Linked DNA regions of Zea mays: region 2 is linked to region 1. A link is a contact called in public Hi-C data. All regions are on one chromosome and are shown on one strand. Each heading gives the region's core, a stretch centred on a gene start, on an enhancer-like site or on the middle of the called end of the contact. The rest is flanking DNA. Distances are from core to core; before and after follow the strand shown. Region 1 holds the start of LOC100285361. Region 2 has its middle 71 kb from the start of LOC103653383.

Region 1 (6,692 bases), core at 3,485-5,984:
CAAATGTATAAATAGATATAATTCTGATCACATTTCCTTTATATTGCTTGAAAATATTTCTTTAACATTTTCAGCATATTCATGGTTTTCCTTGAACTTTTTCTATATGTCAAAAGGTAAGAAGAAAAAAATAGACAAATCATACTAAAGCCTGCAAATTTTAGCCAAGAAGGCCCATTCTAGAGCATTTTAGGGTTTCCAAGCCCCTTTCCTTTTTTAATTTTCTTTCTTCCATCCCCTGCTGAGGCTTGATGGACAGGGAGACGACAGGTCGGCGGCTGCTAGTGCGTGTGCCTGTCTGGCTATGAGCATCCATAGCTGAATGCGCCCGCATGCGCGCTCGTCCGGCGGCAGCGGCGACCACGCGTGGCTGCTCCGGCTCACGACTAGCGGCAGCGGCTGCGCCTAGTGCCCACATGCCCATGCTCCGACAGTGGCGAGGCCGCGAAGGTGTGCCCGCGCCCATGCGCCTTTGTGCTAGGGCTGCGACGTGGCACCCTGCGCCCGCTCGGCTGTGCTGCGACGGCGGCACGCCTGCGGTCCAACGGCGGCGAGACAGCGGCGACGCGCCTGCGCTCACGCGACCATGCTGCGGCGGCGAGGCAGCGCGACCACGCCCACACGTCTTCAGCTCAGTGAGGCCAGGAAGGCCGCGCCCATGTGCCGGCACGGTGAGGCGCCGTCTACTGCTCGCGTGCCTGTCAACTGTGGCGGCCTGTGCATGGTCGTGGTGCGGCGATGGCTGTGTGCCAGCGTGCCCTCGAAGCGGTGGCGTGGTACCCGCGCGCCATAGCTATTGTTACGGTTGCACGCGAGAGAGCGACGACTACAGCGTGTGGCTGCTTGGGTCGATAGCATTCGCGAGCAGCGGTGCATACCGGCATTGCCCCCGTGGCGACAACGACTGCTCCCGAGCAACGGTTTGGGCTCGTAGCGCACGCGAGCGGCTGCGCCCAACTCTCTGGCTTTGCTAGCGTCGACGACGTCTGCCCAGCAGCGGTGGTTGTGGCCAGCGCGCCTGGTCGAGTGGTTGCTCGTATGTCTACGCGGCGACGAGGAAGCCCGGCGACTGCGAGATCACCCAGCAATGATGTTCTTCATCGGAGCAGCTTCTAGATGAGGATGTTTTTTTCTTCCTTTTCGTGTGTGTTGTGCCTTTTGCGATAGAGAAATAAGGACTTGAAAGATACTGGACTTTCGTACTTACTTTGCGAACTTCTGAAAAGAGCAAAGGTATTGATAACGTGTTAAGATAACTTTGCTACCGGATGTAGTCTAAAGGCTCCTTAACTAGAAGTAGAATCACAAACACAAGAGACACAAAAATATAGGAGGAACTGATATTCTTATTTTTACATTCAGCTATTAGGGTTACAACATATGGTGAAGTCCTCCTCTATTTATAGTGTTAGATTAGGGTTTCAACTAGATAGGTCATATAGACCTTCAGACCTAATACAGGTTTCTCAACAGATTACACGCTGGGACGCATCATATATATATATATATATATATATATATATATATATATATATATATATATATATATATATATATATATATATATATATATATATATATATATATATATATATATGGCAGATATAACGAGAGCCCTGGGCTTTCAATAGTTAAAGGAAGCCCAGGCCGATCACCTCTACAACAACCTGGTTCAACCCAGCGCACCGACTGGACCAGTCTGTCGGTTGCACCACCCGCGCCCACGTCTGTACGCGCAAAAAAAAGAAATGCATGCATGAGTCAAACACGTTCCCTTGTATTCGCGTAAATTTAGGAAAGATATGTGTGGCAGTTTCTATTTTTAAATGTTTTATTTTCTCCATAAATTTAGGATCGCTGCAACAGCCATGCAGCTAGACTCGTAAGGACCATTTTATGATATATACTGCTACTAAATATGCTACCCTGTGTGGATAATTATGCAATTCGGTATACTGCGTAAAAATCTGTTACCAGCTGCATGCACACGAATTTATGATGAAAATAATGAGCAATGAAAGGAAATGAATTACACGCATAGAAACAAAAAATTGTATTTCCAATGTGCATGCAGTAAACTGATATACGAACTCCGTGTTCAAGCATAAAATCGTACAGTTTTTAGCGTAAATAATACATGTGGTAGGCATAAATCACAATAATCGAAAAGAAAACTGCGCCGGATCGGAAGATGTCACACGCGATCATCGCTGCGCGCATCTCGAGCCTTCCGTGACGCCGCTCGCTCGAACATCGCGCCTCATGCGTCGCCGTCGCTACTCGCACGTCGACGCGCGTCGCTTGCTCGCCGGCCTTGGAAGTGCCGCCTCCTCGGGGCTTCGGAGACGCCGCCGCTTGCCCGCTTAAGGGTCCCGCTGTCGCTCACACTCTGCATCGGGGAACCGCAGCCACTACTCCGGATCGAGGAATCTCCGCCACCGCGCGTCGAGGTAATGGAGTTGCGGCCACCGGCCTGGGAACCGCCGCCACCGCACAAGGGCACTGCCGTCGCTCGCCCTCAAGATCGGGGGCCGCCGCCGCAGGCTGGGAACCGCCGCCACCGCATGTCGAGGTCGGAGAGCCGCGGCCACCGCAGCCACCGCACCCACTGGCCGGGGGTCCACTGCCGCGCGCTATCGGGCAACCGTCGTCGCTAATGAATCGAGATAGGGCGTGAAAAACTGATCTCTAACACTACGGATTTTCTTTTATAGACGTCTGAACTTGGTCCGGCTCGACCGGATTGCATTGTCTGATCTAGGCTTCCTTTAGTTATTGGAAGGGTGCTCTCCCTTGCCAGCGCACGGGTAACGAGTGGAGGCGAATACTCAAGTAAGGTGTGTGTATTATGGGTGCACTAGAAAGAGAACAGCTCTCCAAACGAATATTAGTGTGTGTATAAATATTAATGTTGTTTTGTGTAATCCTGGTCAGCTTTCACATTATTTGACTACTAAAATAATAAGAATCATACGTCCTCTTATTCACCCAAGTAGTAGTACGTAGTAAATTTCGTGTGAACCGACCGAGTAGCACCGCACCTGGCAGGGTTGGCACTTGCAGCAACTACTAGTACAACTGGACCGAAAAGTCAACGGATGGAAAAAGGCCGGACGGGAGAGCAGGCAGAGCACCGAGGCACCGAGCCAGGCGCCCCCCAATGGCCGTCCCTGTCCGACAGGTTGGCCCATGCGTCGCCGTCGGCGTCACGCGCTCTGCCGCAGAAGGAAAAAAAATCCAAGAGCTCGCCTGCGCGGTCAACTCTTGGACACCCCAACCCAAACCCTGGCTTTGGTGACCCCGTCCCTGAAAGCGAAAGCGACCGCTCATCGGCCTGCTTTTGACCGGCTTTGGTCATTGGGCCGGCGGCCCCACGCACCCCGCCCGACACGATACTTAAAACGCGTACAGTATTGATGCCGTGTCCCGTTTCTTTGACTTGTGGCCAAGGGAACCTGGTCCTCCCGTCCTGGTGCTGGGACGCCGCTGATCGTATTCCTATTCCTACGATTATACTTGAGCAGCTGCAGTAGTATGCTGCTACTTGCCGAGAGAAATTCGAAGCCTTTTGATTTCTTCATTTACAGAAGCAAAGCTTGAGATCTACAACTAATCCAAAGAAAGAACAAATCGAACAAGCGGACCACTAGCACTGATCGACTACCGCTGCTAATGAGTGTGGGGGAAAAAAGGATGTTCACGGCGCGTGGCCGGCGGCGGCGTCGTGGCGGTGGTCGCCCTCGTAGGTGACGACGAGCGTGGCCGGGTCGTCGGCGGCGCGCTCCACGTGCTTGCGCGCGGGGCAGCCCTTGGCGCTGCTGCAGCGGTAGTAGCCGCGCGGGTAGGGGGACCCCTTGATGGGCTTCTGCCCGTACTTGCGCCACGAGTAGTCGTCGGCGGGGATGTCCGACGACGCGGGCGCGTGGGGGTGGGGCGGCTGCGACCCCGCCGCGGCCGCGGCCGCGGGCACGCGCACGGTGCGCCTCGACAGCATCCCATGCCGGGCGCGCTTCTTCTTGGAGGAGCAGTGGCACCGCTCGGCGGGGTGGGGGTGGTGCGCCTGGTGCTGGTGGTGGTGGGGGACGGCGGCGGCGCACGGCGGCAGCTTGCGCTTCGGGAGGGGAGGCTTGCCGGAGGACACGGCGGCAAGGCTGCACCCCTTGGACGCCTCGCCGCCCGCAGTCACCGACGACAGGAACGAGGTCGACGTCGCGGACACGGCCGGGGCCGGGGCCGGCTTGGCGAAGTCCAGCGTCAGGGCCGTCTTCTGCGCCGGCTCCGTCTTCTGCGCCGGCTCCACCGCCACCGCCTGTCGGCCCGACGCGGGAGGGAGCGCCGCCTCCGTCTCCGTCATCCCTATAGGCTTCGCCGCGGCGGCGGGCGCGCGGCGGAAGCGGGCGTGGCCCGTGCGGTCCAGCAGGTTGATGACGCGGCGGAAGCGGGACACGGCCTGGTCGGCGATCTGCCCCAGCGGCGGCGACTCAGCCCGCCCCGCGGCGCACGGGGAGAGCGAGGAAGCCAGCAGCTCCAGGCTGCGCAGCCCCGCCGCGGCCGCCTCCTGGAACGCCAGGTGCTCGTACGCCCCGCCGCCGCCGCAGGACATCAGGTCCACCGCCATGGCTTGGCTGCTGCGGCCTTCCGCCGTCCGGGCGTGGGAGGAGGTCAGTCAGGTCAGGTCGGGTCCGCGCGCTGCTGCTGCTGCTGCTGTCTTGTGGCTAGTAGTATTGGGCTGTGTGGGATTGTAACGGTGGTGGGGTGGGGTTTTATAGGTGGAAATGGGGGAGGACCCAGCGGAGAGGACCAAATACTAGACGACGAGCTGCCCGCCCGCTGGCGCTGGGCCTGTACAAAGTCAATGCCTTCCTTCTCCCTCCCATGGCTGATGGCTCTTTTATTCGAGGTTCTGACTCAGATATCAACCTCGCCTTCTTTTTTTTTTGGCTTGGAGTATATCTGAGTAATCTTGCAAAGGCACACTTTTCTATAAACAAAATCCATTATTTGTCACCGAATAACGTATGGCACTTTTTCTATAAACAAAGTCCATCAGTAGCTCCACTTTGGAAATAATAACGATGCAGCGCTTTCTTCAAGGGCCTCCCTTCCCTTCCTCCAGGTTTGGTAGCTGGTAGTACAACGAGACTTTGGAAGTCAGCTTTAATTTGGACCAAAAAGTCAACCGTCGGGAAATGGCGGGTGCCTGCCTAGAAGCGCTAGAAGTCCTCACATCCGTGTTCAAATAAAAGAAACATAGGAGTAGTACCTAAAAGTCAATGTTTTGTGTGCTCTCCTCTCTCTCTCTACAGCTCGTTAATTAAAAGTCAAAGTTTTCGGGAGATCTCTCCAGCTCGCTTCCACACGCCACCAATCGATCGTCGTCCTAGTATGCATGGAGAGGCGTACAGAAGGGGGCTGTAGATTATGTTGTGCATATTATATTATAAATATAGCTCATAAAACTTAATTAAAATAGGCTACAACCTTCTTGACCGTGACATTCAGCATCTGTGTCTGGCCTTCATCCATGCCAGTATGTCACCATCATATATTCACGTCAACACCAATGTGGCGGTGCACGTATCCGCATCGGACCATATCTATGCTTCAACACTACAACCATATTAGCGTTGCTCCGTAGGGCCTAGTGTGCATTGTGCATCGCACTGCACACCGATGTTGCCACACGAGACGCAACCACGAGCCAGCGCGCACGACCAACACACCTTTAGTAACTAGCAACGCACATGCACCTAGCACAAGACACAAGCTGTAAACCAAACTGTAGTAGGCCTACATACAAGCTGCTGCAGCACACCAACCTTGCGCGGACGTCTCCATGGTGCTCACTGTTGGAGAAATTTGCATTTTCAGTTTTAATTTAATCCAGAAAATCACAGTGATGTATGTGACGATATGTTTATATGTACAAATAACAGATTGTATCCTACGGAGGGACCGATGTTCAAGGCATCAGTGGCTCCATTCACACGAGATATCTCATGTGTATGTTCGATGTAGTCGTACGCAGTTGACGCAGCCAGATGTACGCAGTGCAGTCCCTCGAACGGCGCCGGCGACGAGGAATTTGATCAGTGATGGTCGAGCGGACGAAGCGAGCAGTCGCGAGTACGCTCCCCAAAAACCTGATCACCCGCACACCCGTGCAAGTGTTTCTCTGCGGACGGCGATTTCGGAGGCCTGCTCTCCCACACTCTCTGTGCTCGCATAAGGTGGGACGAGGATGTGCTATGTGCAACGCGTCTGACACTGTACGAGCGTACTATGTTGTCAATCCAGAAGCAGTCTCGCCTCCTCGTATATATATACACGTGCAGAGGGAGGCCACCATTAGAGCTACCGTTATATGACAATAATGGACGGTCATCACTCTAGGCAAAATGCGCAACTGTTAGGAAGGAATATTCAGACCAAGGTCTGATCTACCACGGCCACTACCCGGCTCGGCCGGCGGCGCGTGTGTGTAGCAGTCCTTCACCCTTTTCTCAGCTTCTCAATAGATGAACCAACGGTCAACCTATTTAAGTTGAGTGAATTGTTCCTTGAACTTCCGGTATGGTACTAAAGTACTAGTACACCGTAGCATTAAAGTAAGTCTATAGCATTGACTATTATTGAATATTAATATGTGTCAGTCCCACATTAATTCAACACTCATCATCATTTCGCTGTCC
Region 2 (5,896 bases), core at 3,173-5,672, 82 kb after region 1:
TAAGTGGTGCGTGCCCTATGAAATAGAATACTGACTCCAAAAACTTCTAGTTTCTGGAGTACCGTGAAGGAAAATTGTATTCAAGACATAATATGATGTACCCTTATTATCATTGCATTTTCATCAGCATTATATGAGCATTCATGATTATATATGGTTCTATATAGAAAACGAAGAAGAAATAGTGATTGGAGAAGAAGTTGCACCACCACCACCTGAAGACCCACCTGCCGGGAACTGCTTTTATTTCGATATTTGCGGAGCAGAGCCCGACTCTCCTATAACACAAGGCAAGCCCCGGTGCATTTGCCACCTCCTTGCTATTTTTAAAATCTTTCTCACTTGCTTGATGCATTAGGTGATAGGAGTTGTGTGCTAAACAATTGATGCATTTCCTCCCTTGGAAGATTGATTACCTTTTCTTGATCACCTGTTTTATGAAAAGGTTTTTCTGATGCTTAGTTTTGCTCTAGAAAAACAAATGTTTTGTTTTGATAAAATATGATGCTTCAAGCGGGATGGGATGTTTTCAAAAATAAAACTTGATGGTGGATCCATCATGGCCGTGATGGATTGAACATCGGAAAAGATGTACCTCTGACAGGTACCAAACTTTGGGTATGAAATGTTAAAGCTGAGACCGGACGAGTGACTTGCACGAGAAGAGAGTCTCGGTGTAGTGTCTCCGTCTGAGTCGATTAAGGACCGTCTTGATGTAGGCTTGATGATCGAGGACCTTTTAACCGGTCATATGCCTCATCATGGGTAAGCTTTGCCTCGGGCAGACTAATACCAGAATAAGATAACACGCAATGGGAGTGGAGAGATGGCGAGAGTAGTGTGTACCCTCCGTGGCAAGAGGCTGGACGGTGGTGTATTTGTGCTCTCGGTTGGCGTGAACCTGATCTGGTCTTAAGAACCCCGGTGGCGAGTTGACATATGCAAGGGTTAAGTGATACATATGTCGTGTGATTGGAGATCCCCGACTGGGTATTAATCGATTCAGATCGCTGTTATTTCTCGGACATGAAGACTTGGTCACTGACCTACAAGTAGCATTCCAGTGAACAAGAAGGGTTAATAAGAAGATGGCTAGTATAGGCCAAGTGCTTGAACTAGGATAGAAAGAATTCTAGAATCAGGTAATGACTTAACTTGCTAATAAAACTGGATTTTTAAGGATCCACTATTAGTAAGCATTTTTGCAAACAGAGTTTTGATTCTTAATTAAGCCTTACCTTGACTCCCTCAAGCCAGCATATCTTTGAGAGTCTTTTATTTTGACGGGTAAGACTTGCGAAAGTACACTTCGTACTCAGAGTTTTCGAACCCATGTTGTTGTAAGTGAGGAAGCAGTAAACTTTTGTTGCTTTTGTTCTAAGGTGGTGCTAAAGGAAGAAACTCAAGAATGAAGCCTCTGGAGGATGTTGTCCTCCTTTTAAAAACACTTTACTGTTAAGCGGGAGGGGTTTTTGTCTCCCGGGTTTGTAATAATATTACTTCTGCACTCCTATATGACTGGTCTCTAATAATAACACTCTTCTATATTTTAATGTAAATTAAGTTACTGTAATTGCTTCCGCTTATTCGTTCCTCCGATGTGTTGTAATATCTACGTGACGGGTGAAACGCTCTTGGGAAAGGTAAAGAATACAGATACCGAACTTGTCAAGTGATCAGGTGCATATACGGGGTTGTCCGAGGTCCGTTGGACAAGGATAACTGTATGTGGTCCTAATGACTTGAGAGGTTCCGTCACACTCTCAATCAAGGGCCCGTTAAAGAGACGATTAGTTAGTTAAGTCTAATCCGATATTTTTTGACCAGATGTAAAGGACACAACCATCAATCACAATTCCACAAATCAACGAGACGATTGTCGAATTCTGTTTGCTTAGAAAACCAGCTGCGGACTGACTAGGCCAAGAAGGTCAACTAAAGCGACTGAAAACAAAAATAATTCCCTCGACAAATGGTAATAAAGCTCGTCTTTAGAAAAAAAGTGCTACAGCTAAAGGTCGTAGTAGAGTTGGACCTGTGTACAATGATGCCTACAGTTCCAAAAGAAAAAAAAGATCATATCTTACTTTTTTAAAAAAATAAAACCGTGAGGCAAAATCTCCCGGAAAACCATTAAGAACTGAAAAGCGAGGAGACAGGGCATCGGCAAGATGCTAATCACCACTCACACACACGAAAAAAGAAGAGAGAGAGAGAAAACATAATGCAAAGATACACACTAACCTAGCTAGATATGTTTTTGTTAGTGCCTCTGTAATTAATTTGGGGTCACTATGAGAGAGAGAGAGAGAGAGCAAACGTGTTTTCTCCCCCCCCCCCCCCCCCCCCCCACTTCGCCATGCGTGACGACACCATGCACTGATTCATGCTTTGTCTTGTCTAATATACTCCTCCTTTATGCACAAGTAGCCACTTATCAGTACTACTATACTACTACAATAAACCAAAAAAGAGAAGTCAACTCTAATCTTGCAGCCCAGCTTGCCTTTTGTTTAGTGTGCGATCCAAGTCAGAAGCGCATAGCACCCACGACTCGATTGGTATGGAATTATATTCGAGTTGATTAATCCACGCTTCGATTGGTTCTTCGTGCTCCAATAGGTGCCGACTGGTATTGGTTCAATTTTATTTTATTTTTGCAGTCTTCCTTCGAAAAGAGAAGAATAATAGATGTGATTTTGGTACAAAGGAATCATGTAGTTAATCTTTTTTTTTCTGTGAAGACTTCTGGAACAAAGGATTGCCTTTCTTTAAGTCTTATATATATTTTTCCATGGAATCACATGTTTAGAAGTTCTAGAGAAATTATACCAAGCCCTCATAAAAAATGTTCTTTTTTTGTCACTCTTTCTAGTCGGAATCGTTTTGTTTTTTTCCTTTGGTCCTGTCTAAATCTTCATTCTTCTATTATCTTAATTTGTAAAACATATATGTTCAAGACATTAAGGTATTTTGTTCGTAATACATTACCCCATTAGGTCTTGTCCGGTTGTGTCTGGATCAAAGTGAATTGGAGGGGATTAAATTCATCTCTGATCAAAATTGAATAGAAGAGGATTTAATCCCCCTTCGATCCAAACGCAACCGAACAAACCTTTATTTATTTCACGAACCTTAGATTCCAATAAGGCATTCCATTTGTCAAAGCTTAAGTTATTTTTTGAAGAAGACAAAGCCCTACAAAGAGGAGCAAAGGTCGGGTTCACCCAATGCGAGGAGCAGATGGAGTTCAAATGAAAATGGACAACCATGGTTAATTCAAAATCTTAGATCTGAATAGTTTATCACAATGATAAGGTGATATGAGACCAACCAACAGAGACATCTATCTCTACTAGTACATAGTTTGTACTAACACTGTGATCACAGGAAGAGAAAGGAGGGGTCAGCGGTGGCGGTGCGAGTGAGGAGAGTGTGAGAGGACAGCGGGGCCACGAGGCAAAGAGGAGGAGGAGGAGGGGATGAATAAGTGATAATTTAAATAATATTGTTAATTGGATTTGAGTGAATAAAAAAATAGTTATCCAACGATCCGATCAGTTGGTTTTGATGATGTGTTAAGTCCGCGTGTAATTTGTTTGGTTGATTTATTGAAAATTACGAGTGTATGAGTGATTTGGTTGTATGGGTTTTGAAAGTTTAAATGTTTTTTTAGTGCCGGTTATAAAGCACCGTGATAAGACCCGTAGTGTTAATAGGGATAGTGGTGAATCAATCTGTTCGTTTGTTTTTAATCCGTACCGGCTTCTGCTACTTATTTGCAGCTGCTACGGTCAAAACAGCCGCCTTGACGTTATGTCATGCAAAAGGCTCCGTAGCTCGTTGATGCAGCGTGTCACATCTACCCGTACGACCAACGTTAATCCAAAGCTGTTATTGCCTTTTATTCTGAACTAGTAAACTATGATCTATTAGATAACCTTACGCTGGGGAAAAAAGGCCATCGACTTTGAAGGGGTCCGTTGTGAGGAGCTAACGAACGTTTCGTCCGTTCCTTGTCTCTTCACGCTTTTTTTTGGCCTGTTGCATTCAAACGGTAGGTCCGCGCGTACAAAACGCCGCTAGCTGGTGCTGCTGCTGCACGCACAATACAAGCTACGGCATGGCGGCTGCTGAACCGGTCAATCGCTCTCTTGCTCAGACTTCTCGGTCGTTCTCCACTGCTGCAGACAGACCGTCCAGGCAGACAAAAGATCTTGAACTGTTCTCTAGCTAGCTAGACAGTCTCTTCTCCGTTCAAGACAAAGACAAAGATAAAGACAGAGAAAAAGGAAAAGGAAAAGGAAAAAGGAAAAAGGAAAGAAAGGGAGAATGACTGGCTTGGATGCATGCAACAGGAGACTGAACGAGTCAACCGGTCCGCTTCGATCCAGCCAGGAGGTTGCTGTACTGAGACTGAGATCACCAGGTGTTTTGTCCGTTGTTAGTAGAATCTTAGCCATTCCAGATGGCAACATCAGCTCCCGGAGCCTGACCCAATAAACGCAACAGCTAGCGTCTGAACAACAGTCAACGGTAAGAGGATTACTGAATTCAGCTAGCAGGCTTCAGATGAGTCCAGAGGGTGACTGGATTCATTGATCCCCAGTTCACGAGAGCGAAAGGAAAGAAAATCAAGGGCATTCGGAGGCGGAGGCGTCGCTCCGGTTCGGAAGCCAGGACTCCTCTGTAGATCGGGATCGTTACCGTTTCCGCGCTGGGTTTCCTCTTAAAATTGGAGTTTGAACTGGAGTCAAATTTTCTTAAATTTGAGAGGTTTTTGCAATTAGCGAAAGGAAAGAAGAAAAAAAATTTGGTTCAACACCCTTGTGTCGGTCGGCCACTTCCAGGTCCAACGGCCGGGCAGCCAGCCCAGCCAAGCCCAGAGTGGTTCATACGGACCCAGAACAACCTTGAAGTTTGGCCCACTAAGCCTACTACTACCAGTAAAGCCTAGATGAATGAAAGCCTAACAAAGTGTTGTTCTGCTGCGCCTCTGCTCGCTCCCGACTCCTTCCCCAATTTGGCGCAATTCTTCCCCAATTCGGCACAATTACGCGACATGCCCACTGCATTTGTTCAGATGTGCTGCCGCATAGTTGCACGCAAGTTCCTTTTCTTATGTGACGGGGTATAAGAAAAAAGAGCTAAACTTATACAGTTGATTTATATCCAAAACAACATTCCGAAATTAACTTCTTATGCTATATTATATTTTTATATGCTTGCAGGGAAAGCATGCATAAAGAAAGTGTTGATGAGCAATTGTCTTTAGGAGCTAATGGAACTACATCAGGTACCTTTTAATATAGTTTTGCACTGTTCAATGTGGTGACCTTGAGAATCTTGGTACTTCTGTGGTGAAATGTTGTTGCATACTCGAATTCCACATGGTTTTGGGGATTTGCGCATTTTGATGGTTATCATCGCTTGTATTTTCAGGAGAGTGAGGAAGAGGTAACAGATACCGAGCAGGCAGAAAACTGGTTTTCCTTAACTCTTCAGCTCAGCACATATGTGGTATGTCAGCTAGAATTATCATTAATAGTTGTTTTCCTTGTGGATTTGAAATTATTATCTACATACCATTCTAGTTGCTGAGTTTGTGATCGAAATTCTGAAGAAGGCGGCCAAAGATCGGATTCGAGGCATGTAGAACGTTCGCGGACCCAAATCCGAAACCCGATAATAAAACCTGAACCCAACCCGAACCCCGTATCGAGATAAAAATCGCCGAGGACCCGAAACCCGTCGGGGACCCCGGAAACCTGAATATATGCTGCGGTACATGGTGTTACTATCTGAAAGCTCTCTTGTGGGTTCTGGTGTTTGGATGACAACCCAATTAAAGGACTAACAAGTGTGCTAAGTGTTGAACAGGTGCTTAATGCAAAGC

The links. A called contact is a pair of places that touch in the nucleus more often than the background predicts.
Region 2: a Hi-C map of bundle sheath shows a contact between it and region 1, with 4 times the contacts expected there. The contact joins the enhancer-like site here to the promoter of LOC100285361 in region 1. A contact is called at or near these places in 7 of 25 Hi-C or Micro-C datasets (bundle sheath, ear, endosperm and 2 more).

The regions. Positions count from the first base shown.
Region 1 is chr4:72,856,392-72,863,083 of Zm-B73-REFERENCE-NAM-5.0, forward strand. It overlaps LOC100285361, which reads right to left and starts at 4,735. Exons shown (of 1, transcript NM_001158253.2): 1 at 3,556-4,735. The coding sequence starts at 4,618. The coding sequence ends at 3,698.
Region 2 is chr4:72,938,384-72,944,279 of Zm-B73-REFERENCE-NAM-5.0, forward strand. No RefSeq gene overlaps it. Among protein-coding and RNA genes, the nearest start is that of LOC103653383, 71 kb to the right of the region's middle. Within about 2 kb of position 4,423, at least 15 of the 20 cell types and tissues checked have an H3K27ac peak or open chromatin away from gene starts, as enhancers often do. A contact at or near this core is called in bundle sheath, ear, endosperm and 2 more, where this site is marked.